2 separate regions of the Ovis aries genome follow, and region 1 is linked to region 2. A link is a contact called in public Hi-C data. All regions are on one chromosome and are shown on one strand. The core of a region is the stretch at or near the end of the contact, and the rest is flanking DNA. Distances in the headings are between cores, read along the strand shown.

Region 1 (2,700 bases), core at 168-2,667, 310 kb before region 2:
TTCCCTCCTCAGGACCTCAAGAAACATGTCGTCAGTGTGTTTAAAGCCAGTGACTTCAAAACGTTCTGCTTTCTGCCCTGCAAATTCCTTTCGTAAAGGCTCTGGTTCTCTGATAAAATAGGGTGGGGATTGGACAAAGGTGGACACGGGGAGCATGAAACTAGCTAGCAGCTCAGTGGTTTATCCCACTGTCCCTACTGGGGGAAGGTTGGAGCTCACGGTCTAGGAAGGAAAGGTCTTTCTTTCAAGACTGGTCCAGGGTGAGCCCTGGTGATTCCAATAGAAAGCTCTGATCTCAGGTGGCCTCAGCCTGCAGTGGCTTGAAACAGGGTTTCGGTTCCTGCCCAGAGACTGAGGCTGGGTCTCGGAGATGAGAGCACCAAATCCTAGCCGCTAGACCAGCGGTCTGAGACAAGACCCTAGCTCTTCAACTCTGCAGAAAAGAATTCCCACAAAGACAGCAAGGAGTGTAACAAGTGAAGTATTTATTAGGAGGAGGAGAACACGGTACGTGTGGATAGACACATGGGCGGACTCAGAGAGCTGCGCCCTCGTGATAGTTTGATTCACTTTTATGAGACGTTTCTTCCAGGTTTCCTTTGGCCAATCATTTCGATCTGTCTGGTTCTGGGTATGTATTTGGTATATCTCAGGAGCCTTCCATGTCTATGCACATCTCTCAGCCGAGATGGATTTCACCCAAGAGGCCTGTGGGTAGTTGGCGTCACTCCACTTTTGACCTCTTAAGGAGATTTCTAGTTGGGAGGGTTTCCTTGACTTCGAGAATGGGAAATGTATAGTCTCTTATCTCTTCTCCAGGCAGGGCTCAGCCTCCTCTCTTGATTGTACTGCTACTGATGTTTCAGAGTTTCTGTCCACGGGGAGTGAATTCCAGTTGCTTTCCCTGGTGGGTGGTGGTGGGGTGGGGACATGCTCCATCTACCTGCTGCCTCTGTTCTACCCTCCAGAGTTTGCCTGGAAGCAGCTTGTTTTAGGGATCTCTGTTCCTAACTATGAGATTACTTGGAGTGAGGTATGTGAGAGCCACTTCTGCTCCCAGTTTCATTCATTTAGTCCACCCTTTATCAGAACACATTTCTTTTCATTACCCGGTATCCTGAGTGATACTTGATGGCTGCAGACCTGTGCTCAGTGACCATGAGCCTGAGGCTCTGAATCTGCCAATGATGGGGCAGAAAGGTGGGGAAGAGAGCCAGCTTTCTTGGAAAAGTCCTAGGTCCTTGCTCCGCATTCCAGCTTCCCATGCCATCTCCAGAATCCTCAGAAACAAAACAGGGGAGAAGCCACTATTCAAACAGGTCTGGGGGGAACATAGGAGCCTCTCTGCCCTCTGTAAAGAGCACTCACCAGAGGCCACAGGGCAGCAGTGTCCCCACCCAGTCCGAAGCAGCTGGAACAGTCTGTTCCCACAACAGGGCTGCCAAGGCCTCTCTCGGCACACTCACAGACTCTCCATTGAGTCAGTCTTGCTCGTTCTTTTGATTTGGATGCCTGAACCTATCCTCTCCATCCAGAAATGTAATTACACAACCATGCACCCCAACCCAAGCACATCCCTTGGGCATTTCCCAATAGACACAAAGATCCATTAGCCCATAGTGAATTCTGACCTTCTCTGACCAGTGACACACCCCTTCCCCTTACATTCCGTGGAGAGAAAATGCCATACATATTCATCACATTTCTCTCCATGGAACACAGAAGAGTTGCTTCTGCATGGTCTGGCACTTGGCATTTTCATTCTTGATTCCCCAGAGAAAGCAAGATCCAGTTTCCTGGACCCGCTTTTGGAGGTGGGGACCCCAGTCCCCCCCAGCCCATCCCATTCCCAAGCTTTTAATCAGAATAGTCTCCCCCAGGAGACCTGATCTTATCAGAATAGTCCCCCCAGGAGACCTGATCTTTGCTGTGTTGCATCCTGAGGCTGGGCTTCCCTGGTGGGTCAGGTGGTAAAGAATCCACCTGCAAGGCAGGAGACCCAGGTTCGATCCCTGGTCAGGAAAAGCCCCTGGAGAAGGGAATGGCTACCCACTTCAGTATTCTTGCCTGGAGAATCCCATGCACAGAGGAGCCTGGTGGGCTGCAGACGACAAAGTCACAAAGAGTCGCTGAGCAACTAAGCACACAGCAGACACACATCCTGACACCAGCAGGGGAGCAGGTACCCAGGCCTGGACCAGGATCTGTGAGAAGGCAAGGCCAAAGCCTAAAAGGTCAAGTCATGACAGATTTGTGAGACAGGAAACGCTTATCCTCCTCCCCTCCCTCAAACAAAGCCCATCGTCTAGTGATCTTATGCTGCCAGCTGCTTTTTCCATTACAGTATAATGGAAGGCAATCTGGCAAATTAATTCTGATTCAGGCGTTCTTTCCTTCCATCAATCTTTCAGCTAATCCTGAGTGCCCAGTATGAATGTAAGTACTTTATTTGTCCTGGCAGCACTTGCTAAAAATATCTTACAGTTTTTATTCTATTAGTTCATTATAGTACATGAAATGAAACATACAGAAAGTTTAAAAGAGTTCTTGAACTTAGTAAGCAGTCAATAAATGTTGGCTGTTATTTATTCATTGGTTTTAAAATATTTATTGAGTACCTGTCATGTGCCAGACACTGTTCTAGGGCTGAAAGAACAAAGAAAACAGAATGCATCAAGTTTCCAACCACGTGCTTTGCCT
Region 2 (2,700 bases), core at 33-2,532:
GTACATAAATACATTTTATGTTAAAACATTTAAGTAATACAGAATTACATGGGGTAGAAGATAAAGTTTCCATCTTACAACCACTCCCATCCCCAGTACCATTCTTCTCCCCAAAGGTGACAGTGAGTATAGTTTGATGTCTTTAGGTCCTTCTAATGTTTTTATATATGTCCAAATATAAATTTGTAATTTAAAAATCCATAAATGGGATATTATCTGTATTATTCTATAGAACTGCTTCTTATCCTTTTCCTCATTTCTCTACAATATATTTTGGGGGCCCTTTCTGAGTCAGCATATCCAAATTGGCTTTTTTTTGGTAAATTGGGTGTTACCATCAGTTATTTACACCACCAGCAACAGATGTAGGTTGTTTCCAGTTTTATGCTATTATAAACAGTGCAATAGTAAATAAGGTACTGCAGGCTGTAGCAATTAGGAGCATGAACTTTGGACTTTTAAGACCGTGTGCATTTGAATCCTGGCTCCTTCACGTTATAGCGGTTACTTAACCTTTCTGTGCCTCAGTTTCCTCAACAGTAAAGTGGAGAATATGGATTTTAGGAAAAACCCGATCAGCATAGAGTTCTTCAACTCTATATGGCACACCGTTAAGTGTTAAATGCTATTATCGTCATCATTATAATCATTATGTATAACATCTTTGTGCACCTACACAAGGGAGTTGATTTCTAAAGATGGAATTACTGGGTTAAAGTTAAGCACATTTAAGAGTTTGACAAGTTTTGCCAAACTGCCTTCCTGAAAGTCTTTAAGGATTCCTACTTTCATCCACAGTGGTTAAGAGTGCCTTTCTTACGTTGGTCACTATCCATTTTACATATATTTGCTCTCCTATGAGAGATCTGTGCTGATTAGCTCTTGTCATTCTTAGTGTCCTTTATTGTCAAGACTGAAGTGTAAGGCTTCTGGTGGGCGTCCAGGCGCGTTTGGGCCACTAGCTCTTCACCAGAGGAGCTAGAGTCCGCGGCTTCGGGTTCTGCTTTGTCCACAGCCCGCGCTGCCTCTCTTTAGTGGAATGCATGTGCCCTGAAACATGTCTGCTGCTTCTTTTCTTTTGGGTGGTTTACGTAAAGTGAAATTAAAATCCCGTATTTACCTCAAAAAGAGCTAAAAGCAACAGCAGAACACCAAACAAATATCCGGGAGTAAGCGCTCATTGCCAGAGTTTAAAGATTTAACAGACATCACATTTGAGGCGAAAGAAATGTTAGACTTTAAAGAAATGTGTCTGAGCTTGTCCTTTAGCAAACTGGTGTGCAGCCTCCTTCTGAGTCAGGGCTGGAGCTGGCGGGGCTAAAGGAATGCTTCAGGCTCCACCCAGCCCTGTGGGATTAAACCATGCAGAAGCTCTCTAGTGCCCTCTTCTGGCCAAATTGAGGAGCTACATGCTTGTCAGAATGTTCCTGTATCCTCCCAACATTCAGAATATTTGTTTACAAAGTTAACAAAAAGAGTTAAGGAAGAGGGGAAATTTGGTGTTTTAAGAGAGAAAAATTAAATTGCTGACTGGAGTGTTTATTAATATCTATTTTTTTCAATTGAGAAAACCAAAAGGAAAAACAAATATAACTATTTTTCACAGCATCCTATTGAGTACACTTTCAAAACAATGAAAACCATATATCCACCCTACAAAACTTCTACAATTCCTAGACCTTCAGATACACTCACTCAGTGTTTCCTGACCAATACAAACCTTATTTAAATAAAAGGGAGGGGATATATGTATACCTATGGGTGATTCATGTTGAGGTTTGACAGAAAACAGCAAAAATCTGTAAAGCAATTATCCTTCGATTAAAAAATTAATTAATTAAATAAAAAATAAATGCTTAACATACAGAAAAATGTGAAAATAATATGCTAGCATCATTAAGGACTTTATAAAACTATAGCTACTCCTTATTTACCTGTGTTCTTTATATCTGAATTGTCCTCTGGGAATGACCGGGTGAAACAGAAAACTTTTCTCCCCCTTGCAGCTGTCAGAGTTGAAGGTTTTCCTCTGACTTCCTTCAGATCTTTACTCAGAAGTCAGCTAATTCAGAAGTCAGCTGAATTTAATTTTGAATGCCTGAACACCTAAACGATGGCTAGAACAAATGGAAATTGAATCTTCCCAATTGCCATTCTTGATCTAGTTTCCCCCTGCTCCCTTCACTTTCCAAAGCATGCCAAACTCATGACCTACCCCCAAAGACATAGTGACTATCTGAGTAGATATCTACAGTTTCACCTTCTGCTAGCATGCAAGCTCTAGATAAAGTATAGACTTTTGTGTGCTGGGCTGAAGTAGCAGTCATCAGCAGGGCTGCCTCGATAGCTTCAAAGGAGGAGGTGACTGCATACCCAGCACAATATTCACCTTTGCCATTTTTCAAATAAGAAACATCCATAAATCATGCAATCTCAGCATTAGCAATAGTAGTTTCTTGTAAGTCAGCTCTAAGGATTAATAACTGCTGAGTCAGTTATTAATGAGTTATTATGAGGAGTTTGGTGAGTAGGTAAAGGGACAGGCTTGCACGGTTCAAGTTGTTGCAGTGAGAAAGGGTTGTGTGAAGAGAAGTCAGTAACCATATTTCATATGAAGTAAGATGGCTTGCAGAAAGGTGTTTATGGTGATGAGACTTGAGGCCAGGCTATATCACATGGGGAGTACAGATGATGAGTGGA

Evidence for each region. Hi-C and Micro-C count contacts between places; a contact is called where the count stands out from the background.
Region 1: a contact with region 2 is called in a Hi-C map of tail adipose tissue, with 5 times the contacts expected there. The contact joins two enhancer-like sites. A contact is called at or near these places in 11 of 16 Hi-C or Micro-C datasets (blood, hypothalamus, liver and 5 more).

The regions. Positions count from the first base shown.
Region 1 is chr12:63,753,983-63,756,682 of ARS-UI_Ramb_v3.0, reverse strand. The region is part of intron 13 of NMNAT2 (nicotinamide nucleotide adenylyltransferase 2); the gene reads left to right. Among named protein-coding and RNA genes, the nearest start is that of LAMC2, 91 kb to the right of the region's middle. Within about 2 kb of position 1,417, at least 23 of the 54 cell types and tissues checked have an H3K27ac peak or open chromatin away from gene starts, as enhancers often do. A contact at or near this core is called in tail adipose tissue, where this site is marked.
Region 2 is chr12:63,445,878-63,448,577 of ARS-UI_Ramb_v3.0, reverse strand. No RefSeq gene overlaps it. Among named protein-coding and RNA genes, the nearest start is that of SHCBP1L, 16 kb to the right of the region's middle. Within about 2 kb of position 1,282, at least 26 of the 54 cell types and tissues checked have an H3K27ac peak or open chromatin away from gene starts, as enhancers often do. A contact at or near this core is called in tail adipose tissue, where this site is marked.